Linked DNA regions of Ovis aries: region 2 is linked to region 1. A link is a contact called in public Hi-C data. All regions are on one chromosome and are shown on one strand. Each heading gives the region's core, a stretch centred on a gene start, on an enhancer-like site or on the middle of the called end of the contact. The rest is flanking DNA. Distances are from core to core; before and after follow the strand shown.

What was found. Hi-C and Micro-C count contacts between places; a contact is called where the count stands out from the background.
Region 2: a Hi-C map of liver shows a contact between it and region 1, with 4 times the contacts expected there. The contact joins two enhancer-like sites. A contact is called at or near these places in 7 of 16 Hi-C or Micro-C datasets (hypothalamus, liver, mixed tissues and 3 more).

What each region holds. Positions count from the first base shown.
Region 1 is chr12:63,759,198-63,766,484 of ARS-UI_Ramb_v3.0, reverse strand. NMNAT2 (nicotinamide nucleotide adenylyltransferase 2) reads left to right here. Exons shown (of 16, transcript XM_060396688.1): 11 at 706-786; 12 at 1,926-1,970; 13 at 6,779-6,855. Among named protein-coding and RNA genes, the nearest start is that of TRNAG-UCC, 95 kb to the left of the region's middle. Within about 2 kb of position 4,559, at least 15 of the 54 cell types and tissues checked have an H3K27ac peak or open chromatin away from gene starts, as enhancers often do. A contact at or near this core is called in liver, where this site is marked.
Region 2 is chr12:63,800,738-63,808,024 of ARS-UI_Ramb_v3.0, reverse strand. The region is part of intron 6 of NMNAT2 (nicotinamide nucleotide adenylyltransferase 2); the gene reads left to right. Among named protein-coding and RNA genes, the nearest start is that of TRNAG-UCC, 53 kb to the left of the region's middle. Within about 2 kb of position 2,859, at least 8 of the 54 cell types and tissues checked have an H3K27ac peak or open chromatin away from gene starts, as enhancers often do. A contact at or near this core is called in liver, where this site is marked.

The DNA of each region.
Region 1 (7,287 bases), core at 3,310-5,809:
GATATAGATATTATATTCCCACTTACAAAAAGAAAAGAGTTCCAGAGAAGGTAAGTGATTTGCCAGAGGTTACACAGCTCCAAGGTCTTTCCCCCGTGGCTCATCGGCAAAGAATCCACCTACAATGCCGGACCTGCAGGAGACTCAGGTTCGATCCCTGGGTCAGGAAGATCCCCTGGGGTGGGGCATGGCCACCCATGCCAGTATTCTTGCCTGGAGAATCCCATGGACAGAGGAGCCTGGTGGGCTTCAGTCCGTGGAGTTGCAAGAGCCGGACACGACTTAGTGACTAAACAACAACAAGATAAACCCGCATAGTATGCATAATAAAAATGGAAGAAAATAAATAATATATGACTGCTTCAGTGGTAGTTATCACTAGCAGTAGAATTATGGATACTTCTTTTCCTTTTAATATTCATTCTTCTATATTTTCCAATTTTTCAACACTGTCATAAACACCACCAGAAAATAGATTCTGATCTAGGGCTCAGATTGCTTGTTCCTTGGACTGGAAATGAGAAGCAGGAATGGGGCCATCACCTTTCTGTTCTTTCTCTCCACCCTCCTTCTGCCCCCCATGACCCAATCCCCACCCCTCCACGCAGCCCCGTAGTTTCCAGGGCCCCAAGGCAGGGCTGATGAGACTGTGAGTTACGAGTGGTCCTCCCTGTCTGCCCCTGTCTGTCTTGCTCTCTCCCATAGCCAAGATCCTGGGAAAGGTGGGAGAAAGCCTGAGCCGGATCTGCTGTGTCCGCCCGCCAGTGGAGCGTTTCACCTTTGTGGGTAAGGGAGCAGCCCCCCTCTTTTTCTCCTCCTTCTTTCATGCAGCAGACACCCCCAGCACATGCTGCGCCTGAAGCACTTATAGCGCAATGATTGAGAGAGAACAGAAGATGTCACTGGGCCTGCAGAGCCCATCTGTGACGGGAGCCAGGGGACGCGATCATCCTGGCCTGAGGCTCCTGGAGATCTCCCGCACTCACCTTCCTTCTCTGGGCCGTGCTGGTCCCTCCTTCCATGGAATGTGTCCACCTATCTGAGAGTTTTCAGGGGCCCAGTGGCCCCTCTCAGGCCCTCTCGGCTCTGCCCATGTCAGTACTTCTGCTGAGAGGCTAAGAACATACACGCCCTTTTCTTCATTTTCTCCATTTTTTTGGAGAAAAAAAGTGGATGACTCAGCATGGATGAGAATACCCACGTTTAGGTCTCTTTCTCCTACAAACCCAGATTTGACTCTGTAGGAGAGCTGAAGGTCTAGCCCTCATTCTTTTGACTCTGGGGCCAACTACTGCCATTTCTCAGGTTTCCAACTTCCAACCTTGAACCAACAGAGATGGTCGAGGAGGAAGGGAGGCAGGGGGCCAGGGTGTCATCTCTGTGGTGCTGTGCATACCGTGGGCCCCATGCGGGGCACCCCTTCAGCGCCCATGGCAAAGCCTCTGTCTCTTTGACATCTTCCTGGGGCTTTGCCTTCTGCCATATGAAAAATCTCAGCCTACTCAGTTTTGCTTTTTCTCTGAACCAGGTAACCCTGAACAAGAGAGGGCCACCTCCTTGTGACTCTGCCAACTGCCTCCCTAGGTTTGAGGATACTGGTCTTGTGGCCAGCGTCCGCCCACTCCAATACAAAAGGAAACAGAAGGCACTCGGCGTGAGTGCGTGTGTGTCCATCACTGGCTACCCAGCCAGGCGGTCTAGTTCTGAATTCCCAGAACAGTGAATCCTGCCCTGGAGCCTGAGGAAGTGTTCCCTCTCCGTTTCAAGCTGGACCATGCTCTCCATTTATGCTACTCAGATGTCCCTACTTGCACCCACCCATCCCAGCCCGTGTTCTCCCTCTGAGAAGCCCCTCAGGCAGATTGAGAGTCAGGTACCAGGAAGCTGGTTCCCTGATGCTTCTGCATTCCCTTTTGCCTCCCTAGATGAGAATGCCAACCTGGGCACGGTGATGCGGTACGAGGAGATAGGTGAGTGGGGCTGGAAAAGCGGGAACATTCGGGGCCTCCTGCCTCCAAAGGGTACAGTGGGGGAGGGGGAGGGTTGCAACCCCTGGGGGGTGTTTGCAGCAGGGTCTGCTCTTGGAAGGGTAATTAATTGCTCTCAAGCTAAGAGCATGTTCTTAGTTATCTCACCTGTACCATCTCCCAACTGGACTCCGGCAGTTTCCCTGGAGGTAGGATGGGGTCCGTGGGCAGTTTCCCCTTTAGAGCGTCTTCATCTCATTCAAAAGACATGGAAGTTCAGTTCATTGCCAGCCAGAGATTCTTCTCTTGCCCGCAACACCGTGCCCACAGAAGATCCCCTACCTTCCTCAGCGGAGGAGTCCAGTGCTTGGAGCCATGTCTGCGATCTCCCCCACAGCCTTGGGTGGACACTAAGACCCTGACTGTGTGAAGGCAGTAAAGGCCCCAGGCCAGAGCAGGTGGAGGGTGGTTACACAGAGCTGTCAGGATGGGAAGGCAGTGACTCCCCTAGAAATGAGATGAGTGCTGAGCAGCCCTAGGAAACAAGCCGGGAAGCACATTTTCCCAAGGTTCCAGAGTAGCTTCGAGACAGAAGTGTCTGAAGCCGGAAAAGCACAGACAGACAAGAATGGAGCTCGAGCTGCTGCAGGTCTCAGGTGACAAGGAGGGTCAGTGACAGCTGGAAGTCCCCAAAGGACTCAGCACGGATGAGAATATCCATCTTTGGGTCTCTCTCTCCTACAAACCCAAATTCAACTCTGCAGGAGAGCTGAAGGCCTAGCCCTTGTTCTTTTGACTCTGGGGCCGACTAATGCCGTTTTGGAGAAGGAAATGGCAACCCACTCCAGTACTCTTGCCTGGAGAATCCCATGGACAGAGGAGCCTGGTGGGCTACAGTCCATGGGGTTGCAAAGAGTCAGACACGACTGAGTGACTAACACACACACTGCCATTTCTCAGGTTTCCAGTTTCCAACCTTGAACCAATGGGATCGTCGAGGAGGAAGGGAGGCAGGGGGCCAGGGTGTCATCTCCATGGTGCTAGGATGGGGGGCAGCTGGGTGTCCAGCGGGCATGCTCAATCTTCAACTTCCAGCTGCAAAGATACTCCAGGCTCCCCTCCTAGGGAGGGAGGGGCAGGGCTGCACCCTGGGCACTGGGTTCTCCCAGGAGGCCCAGCAGATGTGACATCATTTCTACGAACTTTTCTGGCTCTTGTCCTCTGATCCCCAGGAGTGATGCACATGAGTTGACTCATACTGACCTGCTAGAACCATTTGAAAATTTTCAGAAATTTTACCAGTTGGTTGTTAAACTCAGTCAAAAAAATTAAATTATACTAAGTAGCAGTTAAATGGGCTTCCTGGGTAGCTTAGCTGGTAAAGAAACTACCTGCAATGCAGGAGACCCCCTCAATTCCTAGATCATGTGGTTCCCCTGGAGAAGAGATAGGCTACCCACTCCAATATTCTTGGGCTTCCCTGATGGCTCAGACAGTAAAGAATCTACCTGCGATGCAGGAGACCTGGGTTCTATCCCTGGGTTGAGAAGATCCCCTGGTGGAGGACATGGCAACCCATTCTAGTATTCTTACCTGGAGAATCTCCACGGACAGAGGAACCTGGCTGGCTGCAGTCCATGGGGTCCCAAAGAGTCAGACATGACTGAGTGGCTAAGCATGGCAGTTAAATACCTTGTATTAAAAACAGAGGTGATAAGTACTCAAAAACTCCTCGATTCCTTAAGTTTTAATAGTTTTTATTTACCAGCACATGGCTGTCTGAAGGCCACAGGAAAGAGTACTTCTGGGTGCTCCCCAAAGCCAGCAGGAGCATTCACCCTCAGGTTCCACAGCCACAAACACCCAAAAGCCTTGTACTCCCCCTGCCTGGCAGTTCCGCACCTGGCCAGGAACTATTGTCTCGGGACAAAGTCTTCTTGACCAGCCGCGCTCAGAGCAGTCTTCAAACTTTCAACCGTATTCCAGTGTGTATTTTCCTCCCATACCTTGTTCCGGGAAGAATGTGAGCCAGCTTCACCTGGGACCTCGTTCACCTCCCCAGCACCCAGGGTCCGTGTATCAGGTTGCGGCCTGGGGAGTACCCCCTTGGACAGAGAGGCAACGCAGTGGCTGTGCTCCTAGCATTCCTTGTGAAGCTTGGCCCCATCTGACCCCCTCTCTCAGAGAAAGGAAAGCTGAGTGGCCACAGCTGTGTGGATGGATTCGTGGCCTGGCGTGGTACAGGTGGTGGCTGCCTCAGGGTGTGATGGGAGCTGGAAAGGGCCTCGGGGCCTGGGACTTCACAGAAGCAGGATTCCTGGGAGGAGAGTGTGACAGAGGAGGGCTGACTCTGGCTCCCTGGATCCTGAATTGGGGAAGGAAATGGGACCCAGAGGAGCAGCCTGGCCCCCAGACCACTGTCCTGTGAGGCCCTTTGGCTCACACCTCCTCTTTCTGAAATCCCCTTGCACGCTTCACGAGAAGGAAAAAGCCATTTCTCCTAGCTCAGTTAGCATCCATGGTGCCATTTCCACTTTGTTAACCAGGCCTGCCCCAGACTTGCAGGCTGAGAACGTGAGCTAGGGTAAACCAGGGAATCCACTGCTGCCCTCCAGCGGCCACACATGGGATTCCCAAGCCCTGCCGGGGCCTCTGGTCTGTGACAAATCCATCCGTTCCTGTGCTGCAAGCAAAGGTGAACCCCCCCTCCCCCCCGCCCCCCGCCACGCTTTAACTTGCTCTGCTTTGGCTTTAAAAATAATCTTACGTTATACTCGAGTGAGAAAGTGAGTCTCTGGATCCGGAATTGAAAAGAGATTCATTTCCCTGGCTGCAGAGCCGGGTTTCTCAACCACACCACCGTTGTCATAGGAAACAGGCGTAACCCTGAGGTGTGGGGGCTGGCTGTGTGCCGTGTGGACTTTTGAGCAGCGTTCCTGCCTTCCCAGCACTAGGTGCCGGTAGCACACCTCTCTCTCCAGCCTTGACGACCAAAACAACGTCTCCTGACCGGAGACGCCCCCGGTTGAGAACCACTGATGTAGAAAAAGCTGAGGGCCAACATGTCTCCTGGACGTGGCCTCCAAACCAGAGGTTTAGGCCCACGGTTATAAAGCTGCAGCCTTTCAACAGAGCTGACCTGGAACTTTGGGTGGCTCTGACTCCGAGCAGGGGACAGGGAGCATCAGGAACCCCAGAGTCAGCCCAGTCTGGCTCCTCTCGGCCATCCTGGAGGCGGACTATGACCAGGGCCTCCATGCTGCCAGAGCCAAGGCCACAGTCACCATCTGGCCCTGCCATCCTGGGGTACCCAGAAGGCTCTGAGACAGCCTGCCCGCATGGCCTCTGTGGCCAGCCTCTCTGTCTTTCGATCATTCAACACATCCTGAGCACCTACTGTGCGCAGGTCACTCTGCTAGGCCCTGGGTATATAAAGATCTATTAAGTTCCCTGGATGTAAACAGAACATTAGGTGACAGTGTGACAGGGGAGGGGGAGGTGGGAGGCTGCAGGAATATTTAGGTGTTAAGACCCCGGTGCTGCAGGGGACTTCCTGAGGAGGAGCTGTGCTGACCTGGGACTGAGATGTTGACCCTGTCTTTCTTCAGCCCAGCAGTCTCCCACTGAGCCTGCACCCGGGGCGAGCTCACCACCTGAAAGTCCTCGGCAGGTCCCTGGGCTAGCTACAGGGTCTGAGGAGGGCAGAGCTGGGGCCAGGGTGGCAGCGATCTCTGGAGGCTCAGACTAGGGCTGTGTCACTGGTTCCGACAGGATGCCCACAGTCACAGGCCTTGATGATAGAGCTTGGTGGCTCAGACCGTAAAGAATCCTCCTGCAATGAGGGAGACCTGGGTTTGATCCCTGGGTTGGCAAAGATTCCCTGGAGGAGAGCATGGCAACCCACTCCGGTATTCTTGCCTGGAGAATCCCATGGACAGAGGAGCCTGGTGGGCTACAGTCCATGGGGTCGCAAAGAGTCGGACACGACTGAGCAGCTAAGCACAGCACCTGATGAAAGAGCCTGGGGAAAGTACCTGGGAACCAAACACATCACCTGAATCTCAATCCAGGTGGAGGTCTCTCCCCACGTGATTCTGAGAATCCCAGGATTCTTTTCCACCCCCGTTGCTCAGTTTTCATGCCCCAGTCAGTTTGCTGCCTGTTTTAAGCGACAGTGGCCTCGTTGGGATAATTCAGACCGGGCTTAATGAGGGAAGAAAAACAAGTGATAAGCTGGAAATGTGCCTGGGAGTTGGGAAGGTGGGGGCAGACTCACTTCTCAAGCCCTTTGCTGAGGACAGTGGCCACGTACAGGCAAGACATGTGATGAGCTGAGCCAGCTGGTGAATTGAGGGTGCACGCCATGTCCCCTGCCCCCATCACGCCATGCTTGTGATGGAAGACAAACCCCAGAGGATGCCCAGCAGCAGAGAAGCCAAACTCCACGGGCACTTTGGTTTGATATAGAGCAAAAAAGAGAGCCTCTTAGACCTCACACAAGGCGTGTAGCTGCCTTAGACCATGGGTGACCAGCCATCCTGGTTTAGCATGAAACCCATCCCGGAAATCCTTCAGTCCCAGCAAACCAGGACAGTTACTCTCTGCTCCATTCCGTAGGAGAGAGGTTCCTCCTGCAGGGAGTGAGAGTGGTCTGTAAATGAGCCCGGGGGAGGGGTGAGCAGAGGTTTCAGTGCAGCAGCAGCGTGGTGCCTGCTAGAAGTGGGCTCTGGAGCTTCTGTGCTGGTCGGAGGAAGAAGGCTGAGATTTGAACGCTTCCCTCTCCTTTTGCTAACTTTGTCCCCCCTCCTCAGAGCTGCGGATCTTGCTGCTGTGTGGCAGTGACCTTCTGGAGTCCTTCTGCATCCCAGGACTGTGGAACGAGGCAGATGTGAGTAGCAGGGTTATGGCCTGCGCACAGCTGGTGTGGGGCAAGATGGGGAGGGGCACTCGACTCTGACCCCTGGTCTTCCCTCCCCACCCAGCCTCCCTCCCCAGCTTGAGTCTCCCATCTCCCGTGAGCTCCCGGGAGGGCAATCCGTTCACATCATGATGGAAAAAAATTCTCACTACCCCCAAGCTTTATCTCCTCCTGTATTTTTACACTCACTCCCCCTCATGCTTGCTCCTGGAAAGCCCCTGGGAAAAAAGCAATCTGAGTCATAGAATGCCTTCGCCAAACAGCACTTAGAGTATGTGTGCTGGTGGGGAGAGGTGGGGGAGAGAGGTCTTTAAAAAAAAAAAAAAAAAAGCCTTTGCCCTTTTGAAATTATTATGTGCTTTTTTTCCCTTTGATTCTTTTTGAAGAGGTGGTAAATACCAT
Region 2 (7,287 bases), core at 1,610-4,109, 43 kb before region 1:
GTTTCTCTGCGTCTTTATTTGTAATAAAATGAAGAGCTTAGAACTGATGACTTTGGATTGAATTCTGTGAACACTGGAGTAAGTCACAGAAAGCAAGGCTGCCTCGTGACCCAGTCCTGACACGGTGATGTACTCAGGGAAACAACTGTCAGATAGACAAAAAGTAATTCACAAAGAAATCTTAGTCTCAGCTGAAATCCCTCAAAGAATACCAAAACTGCATTCAGCTCAAGACAGAGCAACACTTGAAAAAAAATCTGTCTCACCATGTACATTTCAAATACAACTCATGTAAAGTAAAAAATAAATAGATAAAACAAAGGAAAAAAAAAACAAATACAACTCTCTCTCTCTCTCTCTCAAGAACCATCACCACTCTCCACACTCCTAAAATTCTCTAAGCCCAAATACTCGCATTTTTCTTTTCTTCTCATCTCACTCTCAGGATCTTTTTATTTCTCTTCCACCAGTAACACAGAGAGTTACTTTTCAGAGGAAATCAATCTACCCAATCTGGTTTCTCTAAATTCCCTCCTTTCCCTTTACCCCAATTCAGCAGAGAATGCAGTGTTGTCCCAGAATTCTCCATGATAGGCAGAGAAGAGGAGAGGCTGTTATTAGAGATGAGTAATGATTTTCCTATCACATTGGGACATAGCCAGAAAAATTCGAGAGCATGGGAACTCCTTCACATTGCAGACACTCAAAGATAGAGCAGATGGTGGAAAACTCCCTCTGAGGTCTTCCTAGATTGTATATCATCCTCAACTCCCCAGCTGAGAAGTTCCCCAGTTGCTTACTCTTGTCAGATGGGTCCCTCCACCAAGGACCTCACTGGACACGCATAGAATAGTGGAAGAAAGAAGGAAAGGAAGGGAGGAAGGAGAAAAAGGGAAGAAAAGGATGGCCCTGTCACCGTCCTAGGTGGATGGAGGCACTGCTGAGAGGGAAGAACTGCCTTGAGATTCTCTAGAAGAGTTTCCCATCCTGTTCTTGTTTCTCCTTCTGCTCCTAAGAGAGCTGGCTCAGCCTCGGGGAAATCAGGGTAACCCTTCGCTTTGCTCAACACTTGCATGTGTCATCTCATCTAAACTTTAGTACCACCTGGGCATTGTGTAGACATTGCAGTGAGATGGTCTGTGGATGAGTCTTTCTTCCACGCTGGTATATAAACTACTCTTGGCAGGACTCGATTTTGTAGATCATTGCATTCCTGGCACTCAGCCTAGCCCACTGGCACAGAATAGTAGATGCTCCATGCTGGTGGAATGAAAGTAAGCAGAGCAAATATTTTTTAAGTGAGTCAACTAAAATCCAGAGCCACCAACCAGTTTCAGGCTGGGTCATATCATGTAGAGGTGTGCATACACCTGCGTCCCAGTGCTCGGGCTTCTGAGTCCAGACTTGGTGTGATTCCTGACTCTGACACTTAAAGCAAGTCCTTAGCTTCTCATTTGTAAACTGTGCTTAATGATACCTGTCCCAGTAGAGCAGATGTGATGATAAAATAAACAGTAACAACAAGAAGGTGCTTTTAAAAATCCTTAGCAGAGGAATTCCCTGATGGTCCATTGGCTAAGACTGCCAATGTAAGGGGCCCCAGGTTCGATCCCTGGTCAGGGAATTAAAGCCTACATGCCACAGCTAAGAGATCCTGTGTGCTGCAACAAAAACCTGGCACAGCCAAATAAGTAAAAATAAATATTTTAAAAATTTTGGACTTCCCCTGGTGGCGCAGTAGCTAGGAATATGCCTGCCAATGCAGGGGACATGGGTTTGATCCTTGGTCTGGGAAGATTCCATATGCCTCAGAGGAACTAAGCCCGTGCATCACAACTCCTGAGCCCACGTGCAGCTACTGAAGCCTGTGTGCTTCAGAGCCCACACACTGCAACGAAGAGCAGCCCTTGCTCACTATGACTAGAGAAAGCCCGTGCAAAGCAATGAAGACCCAGTGCAGCCAAAAAAAATTATGGGAAAAAAAAATCCTTAGCAGCTTTCCACTTCTTGGCCCTTCCCTCCTTCTTGCCCCAGGCACCTGGACCCCAGAACACCTGTGTTCTGTGTCTGGATCACCAACACCCTCTGTTCCTGCATCTGATTTTAGGAAGTCCAGTGAAGGTAAAAGTAGAGATCGGCAGCTTGGGGCTGGTCCCGTGCTGTGTGTATCTACACGGCCTCGGCAGATGGAGCCCGCAGCCTCTGGCTCACCCAAGGCAAGACGGACTTAGGCCTTTTCCCAGGGGGAGGAGGCTGGACTAAGTTTTGCGGCCCTCTCTTTCCCCAACCCTCCCTTCCCTGTTCAGGAGCCGCCCAGCCCTCAGAAATTCCTCCGCCTCCACCCCCTCTGGGGGATTTCCTTTCTCAAGGAAAGTAAGATGACCTCGCTCCGGTTTTGGAATTCCAAAATCAAGCAGGAATAAATCTGCCAGAGCTGACCTGTGTTCTAAACACAGAACTCAACGCAAATGCTCCTTTCCTGTGGGCATCGCCTCTGCACGCCACCCCGACCCCCACCAAGTAAGAAGCCAGCTCCAAAGACGCCCTGACTCTCCATCTGACCCAGGCTTTTCTCTCACAGACCAGGCTAGCGTCTGCAGATAGGTAGGAGAGCTTCACGATGGGGGACCAGAAGGCCCAAGAAAATCAGAGTGAGGAAAGCTCTTGGGATCCAGGGCTGGGATCCCAGGGCCTGCAGGGTAGGTGAGGCAGCAACGGGGTCAACCTGGGCCCAGTGCCCAGGATTAGAGGCTCAATTCCCCACTGTCAGTGGAACTCAGCTCCCATAGTTCCAGGAGCTCACCTCTGTCATTAAAACAGTGATTGTAAAGCCTGTAGCGCAGCGCTGGGCACATATTCAACACTCAGAAACCTGGCCTGTTGTCCTGACTCTTACAACACTTAACTGCGCTTGGCTGTTATGTATCTCTCGCCCACACTGGGTGCTCTGTTTGTCTCTTGCGCTTAGCAGAATATCCAGCTCACAGTTGATACTAATTAAATTATTCTGGGACACTAGTCAAGACTCTTTGAATAACTGTTAGCATTGACTTGGGCAGAGGCCTGTCCCTTGATGAGTGACAAAATTTCTGGGGTTAATGAAAGGTAGGGAAACTGAGTCAACCCTAGCAGGGCTTCTCTGCTTCCAGAGACTGCCTGAAGGTGAGTTGATTGCAGGTGTTAAGGGCTGGGGATTCAGTTTTTAGAAAACCAGGGGTAGGCTAACGCTGGGGTTGGGGATATGGGGCTGAGAGATACAGGGTGAAGCTGGGACGACTGTGTGTAGTTAAAGGGCTGACCAGCCTGGCCACACAGTCCTATGGCTGCCACTTTTGAGACATGACCCAAGGGCCCCAGTTTCTAGAGAGAGCTGCCCCACCTTGACACATGTTCCTGAATTTCCCATTTTAGAGTCATTTTTCTAGAGAGAGACATCTGAGGGCTCTTGTCAAAATATATTTGTTACAGATGGATTGGGTAACATTTATGAAATCCACACCTGTCTAGTGATCAGCAGTTCTAGAATCCTGGGTGACCACTAGCCAGGGCCGGAGGGAGGCTCTGAGGTCTGGATCATGGTGCCCACCCAAGGAGGTGAATAAAATTCCAACATGCAGAGCCAGGGCCCAGCGTGAGAAGCTGGTGCTGCTGTGAAAAACCTCAGTTTCCTCAAGTGGGAGGAAAGAGGATCAGAGGAGGCACTATTTCCAACAAATGCTGCCTAGTATACAATATACTGGCTTCCCAGGTAGCACAGTGGTGAGAACCCACCTGTCGATGTGGGCAAGGCAGGAGATGCAGGTTCAATCCCTGGGTCGGGAAGAGCCTCTGGAGGAGGAAATGGCAACCCACTCCAGAATACTTGCCTGGAGAATTCCATGGATGGGGAAGCCTGGCAGGCTGCAGTCCATGGAGTCACAGAGTCAGACATGACTGAGTGCACGTGCACACACACACACACACACACACACACACACACACAGAGTATACTCTATCCCCATGGTGTGAGTGCATGCTAAGTTGCTCAATCATGTCTGACTCTTTGTGACCCCATGGACTGTAGCTCACCAGGCTCCTCTGTCTGTGGTATTCTCCTTGCCCTCCTCCAGGGGATCTTCCTGACCCAGGGACTGAACTTGCATCTCTTTCGTCTCCTGAGTTTATTCCCTCCTTCCCCACCGCTTAGTGTTGGGTGTCAATACTGAAGATGATCTGCTGAGGGCTGGGGGTGGGTGGGCAAGGTGGCGAGCCCGATGAGATCCAGTCCTGCCCTCCAGAGCACAAGTGCAGTGTCAGCAGTCCTGGACAGTCCATCGGAGACCCATGGCCGACCAGCTCCAAGGCCCAGGATGCCTGGTGGAGCTGGCCTGCCCTGGGTCTGCGGCTGATATTAACAGCAGCCTGGGAAGAAATCCGGGGCTGTTGTTTGGCTCAGCACATGATCTTCACAGACACAAAAGAGAAAAATGGGTCAGGAGGAATGTGCTTGGTGTGAATCCACTCCCTTTTCAAGCTGGAGAGCCTGCAGGAGAGAAGGGGCCAGCCCCGCTCTCCGCTCCCCTCGGCTCCCATTCCACAGTGGGGCTGCTGGTCTCAGGGAGGAGTCAGGGAGACGGACGCTCAGCCCACGCCCACTGCCTCCTCGCTGTTCACATGGCTCTCCCTGACCTGTGTCATAATGAGTTCCAGATTCCAAGGGGGACGTCCCTGGGAACCCGAGCACATGGTGTCAGAGGGGACCCTGGGCCTATGATGTCACCAACATTCCCAAGGAAAGCTGCCTCCAGCCCCCCACCTGCAGATGGTGTCAGGATGGGCGGAAAATGAGCCCAGGAAGAGAAAAACAGGCTGAATCCTCCCCCCAGAGTGGGCCTTCTTTCACTAATCACTGAATTAGAAACCTCCACGTATCAAAGATTAAAGGCTCTGGTTACTCTGAATTTGGTGGTTCACTCAGCTCATAGGCTCCTCTCATATATTAAAAGCTGTTAGGATGTGATGTCTTTAATTCGCCTTGAGTTAAATGCACACACACCCCCACAGTAGCTGTCCTCAGTGGTATAGCACCCACTAAAGGAATGCGGGACACGCATGCTGCCAAACACGCATGATGCATGTACATGGTCACATGGAGATGCTGTGTCAATGGGGAACTTGGCGCTTATCCTTTATTTTGTTAAACCAGTTGAAATAAATGCATTTATATTAAAAAAAATAAAACAGTTGAAATATAAATGGACCCTTTGAGAGGCATGTGCAAAAGCATTTTATTTCTGTCTTTCTGTCTGCCCCGAGTGATTTCAGCCAGGCACAGATGGTCATCACAGTATGAAGGACAGTCCACTAAATATGCTCTTCTATTTTTTAAAAATCATAAGCAGCATCTTTTTGTTGAGGTAGGCGAATGTTCTAGATAACAAGAGAAAACCCTTGGATAGAACATTAAGATGGAGTGTTAATTTAAACTTTTGACCGAATTACTATAGTTTTTAATCTCTTAAAATCTGTATGAGGTGATATTAGGATCTTAAATTCTCAAAACTATCATGTACAAAGTATAGAACTTTGGTAATTTTCACTTTCAGACTGGAAAATCTAGTTTTTAGGTGCTTGCACTTTTATCTATATCTGTGTTGCAGTTCAGCTCAGAGCTGTGTATAGGATGAGTATCTAAGAGTATTATCAAGTGTTTCATTTGATAAGGAGGGGCCAGGTACATAGGGATGTAAAAAGAAGTAAACCATAGCCCTAAACTACAGTTGCACCAAAGAAAATGGGAACAGACTTGTTATTGGTGATATACACAGAGCTGTGGAAAGAATGGATTTTGCTACTAAAGGCCCAGGGACTTGGCGAGGTGAATTGGACTTTGAAGGGTGGGCAGGTGTTACCAGCAGGGGAAGGACATCTGAGGCAGAATGAACACAGGGGTGAAGGGGGTGTGTTCAGGGATCCACGTTGCTGGGGACGAGGGCATGCCTGAGGCTGCAGCAGAAGCGGAAGAGGAGGGTTCAGATTTAAGGGCCAGATACGCTCTCAGCTTGGGAGTCTGGGCCTCATCCTGCAGGCAAGTTGTGAAAAGTTTGAAGGCATACTGGAGGCTGAATGGGTGACCCTGGAGACTGTAAGAAGGTTCCACATGGGACACCCTGCAGGCAGCTTCTGACTTTCAGCCCAGATTGCTGCTGGCAGGGTCCGCCTCATAAACAGAAGGCCCAGAGCTGTAGCTCAGCACAAACCACCCGTTCCCCATAGCTACTCACCCAGCAGGGCCCTGGAGAGAAAACCCAGCCGTGGCTGGCGCCAAACCATAGCTCTCTGATTCAAGGCGTTTGTTCCAGCCTTCCCCTTTGGGGCTGCCGTTGGTAATAATTAGTGATTAATTCATATGTAATTGTTGTTGGATTTTAAGGGGTATGTTTCTCAAAAGGAGATGCTTGAAAATAGAAATATCTAAGTATCTTGTGAAAACGGCAGGAACACAGTGTTTTGAACATTGTGTGTGTGTGTGTGTGTGTGTGTGTGTGCGCGCGCGCACGCACGTATATGTGTGTGTATGCACTCAGTCATGTCTGATTCTTTGTGACCCCATGGACTATAGCCTGCCCGGATCCTCTGTCCATGGAATTTCCCAGGCAAGAATACTGGAATGGGTTGCCATTTCCTTCTCCAGAGGATCTTCTCGACTCAAAGATTGAACCCTCCTCTCCTGCGTCTTTTGCCTTTGCAGACGGGTTGTTTACCACTGCGCCATATGGGAAGCCCCATATTTTGGACATTAGTTTTCTTTTTTCCTTGCTAACCAAATACCTGGTTATCCATGCCTAGTGAAAGACAGTACCGCTAGTTACCCAAATATCCAGAAGCCGGATATCTCAGTCTCTTTGGTGGTAATTACTCAAATTGCTGTCTATTGCTCCTTAAGAGATGTGATCAAAGACATACTTGAATCTCTGTGACTGTCCCACTTTAAAGCACAGTATTTTTATAACTTTACAAGAAATGAGTTTTGTTCTTTTCTATTCTATAGTATGCTCATAAATTTCTAAATTTGTCATGGTTAAATTGAACAGAGCACTGATGGGTGTGTGTGTGTGTGTGTGTGTGTGTGTGTGTGTGTGTGTGTGTGTTGGGGGAGGGTCACTGGCAGTGGAGAGGGAGAAATTAGGGTGGTTATACATTTGTTGCCAGTGTCATCAATGAAAACTGTGGGATTGGGTTTCATAGGAAAGGACCCTGGTTGGAGAAATGTTGGCAAGTAACCATCCTGAATAATTACAAGCAAAA